Linked DNA regions of Sus scrofa: all the other regions are linked to region 3. The links are chromatin contacts, called in public HiChIP or PLAC-seq maps. All regions are on one chromosome and are shown on one strand. The core of a region is the stretch at or near the end of the contact, and the rest is flanking DNA. Distances in the headings are between cores, read along the strand shown. Region 1 holds the start of SETDB1 (histone-lysine N-methyltransferase SETDB1). Region 2 holds the start of PRUNE1 (protein prune homolog). Region 3 holds the start of C4H1orf54.

What was found. HiChIP or PLAC-seq counts read pairs in DNA pulled down with a chosen protein or histone mark.
Region 1: a contact with region 3 is called in an H3K27ac HiChIP or PLAC-seq map of alveolar macrophages. The contact joins the promoter of SETDB1 here to the promoter of C4H1orf54 in region 3. A contact is called at or near these places in 1 of 47 Hi-C or Micro-C datasets (embryonic fibroblasts) and 1 of 2 datasets of contacts at active chromatin or transcription factors (alveolar macrophages).
Region 2: an H3K27ac HiChIP or PLAC-seq map of alveolar macrophages shows a contact between it and region 3. The contact joins the promoter of PRUNE1 here to the promoter of C4H1orf54 in region 3.

What each region holds. Positions count from the first base shown.
Region 1 is chr4:98,291,683-98,295,221 of Sscrofa11.1, forward strand. SETDB1 (histone-lysine N-methyltransferase SETDB1) reads right to left here and starts at 1,388. Exons shown (of 22, transcript XM_005663488.3): 1 at 1,230-1,388; 2 at 75-345. The coding sequence starts at 334.
Region 2 is chr4:98,217,104-98,220,287 of Sscrofa11.1, forward strand. It overlaps PRUNE1 (protein prune homolog), which reads right to left and starts at 1,759. Exons shown (of 9, transcript XM_013997183.2): 1 at 1,630-1,759. MINDY1 (ubiquitin carboxyl-terminal hydrolase MINDY-1) reads left to right here and starts at 1,513. Exons shown (of 10, transcript XM_001929665.7): 1 at 1,513-2,239.
Region 3 is chr4:98,813,266-98,816,607 of Sscrofa11.1, forward strand. C4H1orf54 reads right to left here and starts at 1,362. Exons shown (of 6, transcript XM_001924595.5): 1 at 1,220-1,362. The coding sequence starts at 1,328.

The DNA of each region.
Region 1 (3,539 bases), core at 138-2,637, 520 kb before region 3:
TTCTGAAGTATAAAGTGCACAATGTCATCAATAATTATGGACAGATTTCCTTCTATTTCTCAAAAGGTCCTTACTTGGATGCATCATCAAAGAGCTGGTCAACATGGGCCACCTCGGATTCCTTCTGTATTACCCAAGTCTCCAACTCTGCTAGTTGCTTCTTGCGCTGCTGTACACAGTCCATCTTTTCCAATTCTTCATCAATGAACTGTCGAAGTTCTTCCATAGAGATACCCAGTTCCTCAACGACTGCCTGTTGCAGCTCTGCAATTTCTTCAGACTCCATTGCAGCTGCTGCTGCATCCAAACCAATGCACCCAGGGAGGGAGGACATACTGTTGTCCTCTATATAGAGAGCAGGAAACTAAAATTACTATAACGACAATACAGAATTTCAGTGACCTAACAAAACTCATTTCTACTCTGCTATTTGTTACTCAAATATATATAGGTAGGTTTGATTCCATGTTCTTTCTCCCCATTCTCCAGTGTCTGAAGCTGAGATTTTGCAGTTCTCACCTCTTGCAGGCTAGACTACAGACCTGAATAAAACGAAAAAGTTTGAGAGGGCGTGGAGAACACATATTACGCAACAGGGAGCTATCTAAAATGTTTTAGGAAACTGAAGAGAATCAACATATCGAAGAGATTTCTGTGACCTGTGTTCTTTAATTAACTAATTTGATATATCCCTGTTTGCACACCATGACTAACCTGAGTAAATATCCCCACCTGGAGCAGAGGATTTGGTCTGTAACTCAATAATTTCTTTTTAATTACTTTTCCCCCTACATTACTTTGCTTTCACATGGCAATTTACATTTTTAAAAAGTCTGTAATACTTAAGCAGACAAAAGCTTGCAGCAAAGAGGTTTCCCCAAAGTGAAAAGAAATAAAACAATTTGGGAATAAAAAATGTGGCTGCCTCAAATCGTCAATTCAAACGCCCCCACACTTTGGTGTTAACTGCTTTCCTGATCAAACGGTTCAAACAAAACTGACGCCAGAATGCCGCGCGACCCCAGTGCCAATTTTCACCGTCTCCATTTTTCTTTTGCCCACACGCCGCCCCACCCCCGTGTTACTCATTTTAGGGGTGCGTCCCACCCACCCGCGAACCCAGCTCAACCCCGCCCCCGATAGTCTCTCAGGGAAGACTTCCTACCCATCCTCACCCGACCTCCCACCACAAACAAACCATTCGAGATAAGCCCTTGGTCTCCAAATACCTCAATTAACAGTGTTTCCCACACCTCCCTGCTTCCAGCTACGATGGCTCTTTCTCACCGACCAGACCCCACGATTCAGGGGTCGGCCTCGGTAGGAAAGAACGAAACCGAAGGGAAAAGGGAGCAGGGGGAGGGGAAGAAGCGTGAGGGAGGGAAGGGGAAGAAAAAAAAAAAAAAAAAAAAAAAGACGCCGGAAGCAAACCTGAGGCGCTGTTCCGGTCGCCACGACGGTAGCCTGACGGGGTCAAATTCAAAGAGGCAGGGCGCCCCTAAAAGGGTGAGAAACGCCGCCTAATACGCATGCGTCAAAGCGGAGCCTCCCGGAGCACACGTGAGAAGAGTCTGGCTAAAGTAGGCGTGGCCTGGGGTGCATTGCAGAAGCTCCGCCTCTTCCACCACTCCAAGTGGTGGCAGTATTGCCAAGAGCCAAAAAGGATGAAAAGTTGTCTTTTTGGCAGTTGCACAATATTTCATAATATGACATAATAACCCATATTTTGAAATCTAGTTTTCAGTTTTTAGCCACTACAAATCACTCAGCAATAAACATTAAAATGGAGTTCCCCCTGAGGCTCAATGTGTTAAGAATCCTGGGTTAGGAATCCAGCTGGGGCAGCTGGGGTCGCTGTGGAGCTACTTAGAAACCCAGGCGGATGAGTTGCCCTGCCATAATGAGAGAACGCTAGAGGGTCTCGCGCTGGCAATTAAAGTGACTCTGGGCACTTTAATTTACAACTCATTGGTTGGAAATGAGTCATAAGGCCCTACCCAAACACAGAGGGGCCAGGAAGAACATTCACTCCAGGGAGGGAGAACCAGATGTATTTGATGAATCAGCACTGTTGACTACCACGGAATCTCGTCATTGCTTTAATCTGCCCAGCTATCTTTACACTAACTGCACCTAACTTCATTAAAAAAATATATAAACCTGGGGAGTTCCCGTAGTGGCTCAGTGGTTAACGAATCCAACTAAGAACCATGAAACTTCGGGTTTGATCCCTGGCCCCACTCAGTGGGTTAAGGATCCCACATTGTGGTGAGCTGTGGTGTAGGTCTCAGACGCAGCTTGGATCTAGCATTGCTGTGGCTCTGGTGTAGGACAGCAGCTACAGCCCTGATTAGACCCCTAGCCTGGGGACATCCATATGTTGCCGGTGTGGCCCTGGAAAAGACAAAAAGACAAATAAAATAAAATAAAATAAAAAAATCAGTGTTGGAGTTCCCGACATGGCTCAGCAGTAATGAACCCGACTAGTATCCATGAGGAAGTGGGTTTGATCCCTGGCCTCGCTCAGTGGGTTAGGTATCTGGCTTTGTGAGTTGTGGTGCAGGTCACAAATGTGGCTCAGATCTGGCGCTGCTGTGGCTGTGGTGGAAGCTGGCAGCTGTAGCTCCAGTTGAACCCCTAGCCGGGGAACTTCTCTATGCCATGGGTGCAGCCCTAAAAAAACCCCAAAAGAATCACTTTTCTAGACCATCACTCTTTCCCTACAGAGTTAACTCCTCCCTCTGTGGTTCTTTTATCTTAGTTCCTTTCCACTTGTGAGTTATCTATGTGTGTTTTCTCTGCTGGTTTGTGATCAACTCAAGGCTAAGGTCCTGTCTTAATCATCTTTGTTTCCCCTAGCATCTGACATATGGTGCCCCGTTATATCTAATGATTGAAGGAAATCTTTGCTCTGCCCTGATTATTTTTCTGTTAGTTAAATTCTCTTAGTTTTCTGATGTGTGTGTGGGTGGGCTGGGGGTGGAAATGAGGAATGGGGGGTGTTGAAGAGAAGCAGGAGGTTTTGGAGCATCTTATTCCAGCCTGATTTCTTCATTGCTCTGAAAAGCTGAAGCAATCAGTCCAGTAGATCAGCAGTGGGACTCAGGAAGTGTCTTCAGAGGACTTACTACTAAATTACAATCAGGGAGCCTGTTAGAGATCCTAAATCTCTGGTCCCACCAAGTGGGTCCTGAACCAGAATCTGAATTTTTTTTTTTTTTTTTTTTTTGGCTGTGTCCATGGCATACAGAAGTTCCAGGACCAGGGATAAAACCAGTGCCACAGCAGTGACAATGCTGCATCCTTAACCCACTGCACCACCAGAGAACACCAGAATCTGAATTTTAATGAGAACTCCAGGTAATTTGTTTGCTCACTAGAATTTGAGAAGCAGTTGTAGGAAAGACTGGTTTGAGATGTATAGTCCTTCCCAGGACAATATTTAGGGAGACAAGTTCTGGCTTTGTTTTTGTTGAGGACTAAATACTATTGTCAGAGATGATCAGGACCTGATATAAATGATTCACATTATTAAAAAT
Region 2 (3,184 bases), core at 509-3,008, 600 kb before region 3:
GAATTTTCCCTCTTGAGTCAGATTAAGTATAGCATCTTTCTATCTATATATTACACTGACCATCTGGTTGACATTTTAAATCACACTGGGCAAAAACGGCTTTTCAACTTTCTCGAATTCTCTACTTTAACAAACGGTCCCATTGCAATCACAATTTTGTGATTATCCATGTTATAAAAATATTGGAATATGAAAACATCGTAATAATCTTTGGCCTCTCTTCTTAATTCCTACAGCCTCTTGCCAACTCCAGTTGCTGCCATTACAACTCTATAGCCTCTTTTTTTCTATAGCGTCAGCAAATTCTCTTTCTTTTTCCGGACTGTTGTAACTTGGGTTTCTGCTCACCTGCCTCCCTAATTGTTCCAAATGCCCCTGCAGCCTTCAGAGTTGTTTGAAGTTTCATCCTGGAGCAGCCATGTAAGTAGAGCTTGGGGGAACCTTTCAGAATGTAGAGTTGGGTTCCAACCACATTTAACTACCACCTTCCAGCCCCAGGGTAGTGCAGAATACTGCAGAAAATGTGCTTTTTTTTTTTTTTTTTTGTCTTTTTGCCTTTTCTAGGGCCGCTTCCTGTGGCATATGGAAGTTCCCAGGCTAGGGGTCTAATCGGAGCTGTAGTCGCCGGCCTACGCCAGAGCCACAGCAACATGGGATCTGAGCCTTGTCTGTGACCTACACCACAGCTTAACCCACTGATCAAGGCCAGGGATCGAACCCGCAACCTCATGATTCCTAGTCGGATTCGTTAACCACTGTGCCACAATGGGAACTCCGTGATAAATGTACTCTTTTCATCAAATGTTCCCTCATTTATTAATGAATCCCTTTGTTTCCTACCACCAACCTCACACCAGTTTTTCCTGCTCCCCAAGCTCGGAATTGAGAGGAGGTGATAGATGAGAAGCTGAGGCCTGTGGTGGGAACAAGGACCGGAGCAGAGGGATATTGAAGCTCCTGCTTGCTCAGCTAGTTTTCTCCCTGCTTCACTCTTCCCAGAGCCTGGGGCTTCTTACACACCCTCTCTGCACTACCAGGGGCATAGCCCAACTGGTTTCTAGACTAAAAAAGTGAGCAAATACGTGTATGTGTTACTGGGTCACCTTGCTGTGCAGCAGAAAATTGACAGAACACTGTAAATCAGCTATAATGGAAAAAATAAAAATCATTATTAACTATAAAAAAAAAAAGTGAGGGAGTTTCTGTTGCGGTGCGGCGGAAACGAATCCGACTAGGGACCATGAGGTTGCGGGTTCGATCCCTGGCCTTGCTCCGTGGGTTAAGGATCCTGGCATTGCCGTAGGCTGTGGTGTAGGTGGCAGATGCAGCTCAGATCCTTTGTTGCTGATCTGATTAGATCCCAGCCTGGGAACTTCCATGTGCCGCAGGTGCGGCCCTAAAAAACAAAAAACAAACAAAAAAGAGATATAGTAAGGATTTTGAAAGGATAAGGATTTTTCACTTTAAATGAGTAATTATGCTAATATCACGCTGTCTGGCCTGCCTCTGTGGATCCAGAGCAAAGGACTTTTGTACCTAGAGAGAAAGCCCAGATCCAACAAGCTGCTGCTGTCCGGCCCTGCTCCTCCTCCCCACTCAGCAAGGGCCCTTGCTTTTCCCTCTTCTCACCAGAGAGGCACAAGCGCTCCGTCCCTTCCAGCGGCAGGCGGAGGGAGGAGAAAGGGTCTGTTGTTTTTCTCTCCTGTTTCTCTCTCTCTCACTGCTGATCACCAAGCTGCTGACCAGGTCAGAAAGCCCTAATGGAAATCCTCCAGTGCTGGCCTGGCTCCTCCTCCTCCCAGAAGCTTGTCCTTGACTGATTTTTCTTTGTCCCGACGGGAAAGAGAGAGAGAGAGAGAGAGAAAGAAGAAAAAAGAAAACCCACAAACTTCCTTTGAAAACCAGCTCGCTAGACTGGGCCTGGAGCGCACGCCCTAGACTCGGCGACTCAGAAATCCTGGAGACGCTCTGAGCGACCTGGGAGTACCTGGGCTGCACTCCTGCCGGTCTCCACCCTCTTCCAGTGCCCCCGGCCGGCCGTGGGCGTGAGTCCGGAAGTGGCCACCATCCGGCCAAGACTGCTGCGCACAAACCCGTGTAAACCTGTGCGAGCTCTGGCTTTGACAGCTGGAAGGCAGCTGGGAGTGTGGTGGCGCCCCTCACTGCACCCACCTGCCCCATCGTATTGCCAGAGCTGCACCCTCCTTCTGTGTCCTGGAACAGCACCCACTTCTTTAAGGTAAAAACTTTGAACCATTTCCTTCACCTCTTCTCCTAATCCCCAGTCCTCTGTTTCCTCTTTAGCCCTGGGGAGGTGACACTGACTGTTCTTCCACGTTGGGTCTCTACACGTTTAGATTTTGAGAGGCGTTCAGGCAGAAGGAATATGTAAAAGACGCTGCTTGGGTCCCTGTATTTCTTCCTTTTAATGACACCTTCCCCCTCTCCCTTGCTAGCACGTAGACAAGGCACCGTCGTTGACTTAACTCTGAGGAGAACTTCTAAACCATTAGTTCTGTGACGATTTGCATCAGAGCGAGAAAGAGATTAGAGGGGGACAGTAAAGCACTTGAGGGGAGAGTAAAGTTCCTAGGGAGTGCGGGTGGGGGGCGTCTTGTGGAAGCTGGGTACCAGTTGTATATGCTTCTTCCAACTTTTGGCTACTTACTGCCGCTGGCTAGGGGTGGGTCTGGGCTGCTTTACCTCTCACTCACCACCAGAGGATAATTCCAGCTGGAGAAAATGTGTTGGATTTAAGAGGAAAAAGAAAGAGAAATCCTGATTTGTTTGAGTACCTGTGCTCCCTCATTCTCTCCTGCTCTGAAGGAGCACCAGGCAGGTACCTTGAAGAGGAGAAATTCTCCATCACGCTTCCTGCCTCTATTCTGAAGACTTAGCCCATCCAACTTTGCCCAGTTTCTCTGAGACCCAGCTTCCTCCGGTGTCCAGCTCCTGGGTTCTTTTGGTTTACCTGTCTGGCCAGCTAGCTGCCCAGCCCCCACTTAATTATTGATCTTTTCTTTTCTTCCCTGTTTTTCTCTAAGCTTTAAAAAAAGTGTTCCCAGGCTCTTGTTTCTGCTTCCCAGGCTCATCCTAAGTGTCATTTGGGAAAGGAGGAAAAAGAAGACAGAGAGAGAAAAAAAAAAGTGTCAGGCCTGCAGGCAATTTTTGCTATACTCTGATT
Region 3 (3,342 bases), core at 112-2,611:
TGTTTTACTGTGGTTTTTTTCTGGCTGTGCCTGCAGTATATGGAGGTTCCCAGGACAAGGATCAAACCCACACCACAGCAGTGTCATTGCACACGGCTGCAATGACAACGCCGGGTCCTTAACCCCACTGTGCCACAAGAGAACTCCACGGTGAAATTTGTGTTTTGTTTATTTGTCTTTTGTCATTTTAGGGCCGTACCTGAAGCATATGGAAGTTCCCAGGCTAGGGGCTGAATTGGAGCTACAGCTGCCTGCCTACACCACAGCTCATGGCAACGCCGGATCCTTAACCCACTGAGTGAGGCCAGAGATCGAACCCAAATCCTCATGGATCCTTGTCAGGATCGTTAACTGCTGAGCCACAAAGGGAAGTCCCCAAAATTTAGGTTTTATTGTGGGTTTTTTTCTGGTTTCTGAACTCGGGTTTTTGTTCCAATTTTACCTCTAACTCTGGAATATCTCTGAACAAGCCGTCTAACATCCCTTTTCTTAAAATGAGTCAGCTGGACTAAATGATCTGGCTGCATTAGCTTTTCCTTTCTAGGACTAAAAATATGCATCTTTGGTATGGTTTGGTCATGAACTCTAGGCCTCCTGCTAAACATTTCCCTAAGCTCCTTGAAAGCTCTCTCTTACCCCAAGCAATGACACAGGAATCTGGAGGAAAGGCAAACAATGAGAGCACCTGGCAGACGGGGAACAAAAGAGGGAAGGAGCCAAGCTACTTTGGGGACCCCGTCCCTGAAGGCAGCCAGTACTCGTTATCCTTAAGGCCACTCCTTCTGTGTCTTTACTAATACAAGGAATTTTTTTTTTTTTTCCTCCAACTTGATGTGAAAGAAGATACCCTGGCTTCCCTCTCTAGTTTCAGACTGCCCCACCTTCAAAGAGTCTACCTCTCTCCACTCTCACTTTGGTCTTTCTCATCTCGTTCAATTCCGTGGTGATGGTGAGTTGAGCTCACTCTTATTAGGACTTCCCCATGGCTGGGCTCCATCCCCATCAGCTGCCTCTTCTTTGACAAGGCTCTGCTTTCCTCTCCCATGCCTGGCTCTAATTTCCAGTTCCCCCCTCTGCCCCAAATATCTAACACACTCGAGAGCACGTTAATCACTCCTTATTAACTTCTTACCTCCCACCCTCCCCTCATTTTCTTTTCTCCCATCCTGCTTATTGTAGAAGACCTGGCCCAAAAGCTCAGAGAGAGATGTGAACTTACCCAGGATGAGTGGCACGGCAAGGATGGCTACAAAGAGGACATCCATTCTGGATTCTTCACTATTGCCTTGCAAGTAAAAAAGGAAGTTACAGCGTTTCCCACCAAACATTCCCCGCCTCCGGCCCTCCCCCAAGGCAAGGAGGGAGCTGCAGCAACTCTTCTCCCAGGGGGCTGGGGCATTCCCTGCCCACTTGCTGACTGACTAGAACTTCAGTTACTACCGCCAGGGTTCTGAGCCAGAGCTCCACAGATCAAGAGAGGCAAAGTGAATTATTATTATTTTTTTCTGTGTTTTGTCTTTTTAGGGCCCCACCCTCCTCACATGGAGGTTTCCAGGGTAGGGGTCAAATTGGAGCTGTGGCTGCCAGCCTACGCCACAGCCACAGCAACTCGGGATCCTAGCCTGTCTTCCACTTACACCACAGCTCAAGGCAATGCTGGATCCTTAAACCACTGAGCAAGACCAGGGGTGGAATCTAAGTCCTCATGGATACTAGTCGGGTTCGTTAACCACTCAGCCACACAGGGAACTCCCAAGAGGCAAAGTGAATTTTGATGGAAACGTGTTCATCGAGCTCCCCCAGCCCTACATAGACTAGATTCATTCAGGACTCCTGCTGCCATTTCCAGAAAACAAACAAACAAACCAAAAAACCCCAACCCAAACAGAATTCTCTTATGACTCAGTAGGTTAAAGATCCTTGTTAAGTGTTTCACTGCAGCAGCTGGGGTGGCTGCTATGGTGGGGATTCCCTGGCCCAGGAACTTCTGCATGCTGCAGGTATAGTATGGCAAAACAAAACAAAACAAAACAAACAAACAAACAAACAAAAACCTCAAACCCCAAAACCCAGCCTATCAAGGAATCCCGCCCCCCCAACTCCTCTCCTTTCCTTTCTTGCTCCCAGTCCTCACAAAAAGCTCAACTTAGCTCTTACTGTCCCTAACTGTCATCACCCAGAGCTGCCCTTCTCACTGAGACTTCATCACAATCTATTTCTTCACAGTCAAAATATTCTGAGGAGAGGATGAGCATTTTTTTAAGAAAAAATTAAAAAAGAGAGAAAATTCTCTCTCTCCTCTGCTTTAGACTATGAAGTATGAGAGCAATATCAACACCATCGTCTAACTCTCAAAGCACCTGCTGCAATGCTTCTGAAAAAAAGAAAAAAAAAAAAAAAAAACAAAACCTTCAGTCAAGGCCAGTTACTTCCCCTCAGCTAAGGACTGACCTCACCTCACCTCTTTCTCAACTTTCTGCACACAGGATGGGAGAAGGGGGGAAGCAGGTAGTCTCTTTCCCTGTTCTATATGCCATACCCTTTCTCCCACTTTGTCACTTGGTGTGTTCCCTTCAATCCAACCCACAGGGTGAGTTCATTTTATGTCTCTCTGCTTTTGTATTCCCCATTTTGATTCAATTCACTTTAGGAACATTTAGTAACATATGTGCTTAGGCACAGCATCAGGCTTAGTCTCAGAGGCAATTCAGTGTTCATAGGCAAGGGAATAAGAAAAGAATGCAGGTAATTTTTTTCTTCTTTTTTTGGTTTTTGGGGCTGCACCCTTAGCATATGGAAATTCCCAGGCTAGGGGTTGAATTGGAGGTATAACTTCCGGCCTATGCCACAGCCACAGCCATAGCAACACGGGATCCAAGCTGAGTCTGTGACCTACACCGCAGCTCAAGGCAACGCCAGATCCTCAACCCTCTGGGTGAGGCCAAGGATGGAACCTGCATCCTCATGGATCCTAGTCGGGTTCATTAACTGCTGAGCCACGAAGGGAACTCCAAGAATGCAGGTAATTTTTTTAAAGGGAGTTAATATCAATTCAATGTCTAGTATGAGCCAGGTACCATGCAAGCCTCTGTGGAACCACCCATAAATAAGATAGGTTTGACACCTGTTTTTAAGTCAGAAGATGCTGCGGGAACAGCTCAAAGGAGAGATAAGAGTTGTCTTATCCCTATTTCTTCTGGCCTGCTAGGCCCAGAAGCAAGACAAAAGAGTCTTGAGCACTAGCCAGGATGCTCCCACCCTCTCAACCTTATTGAGAGAGGATTTGCATGATGACATCCCATGTATATCTATATAATCTATTCCTTTAGCTCCTTTCCAGAA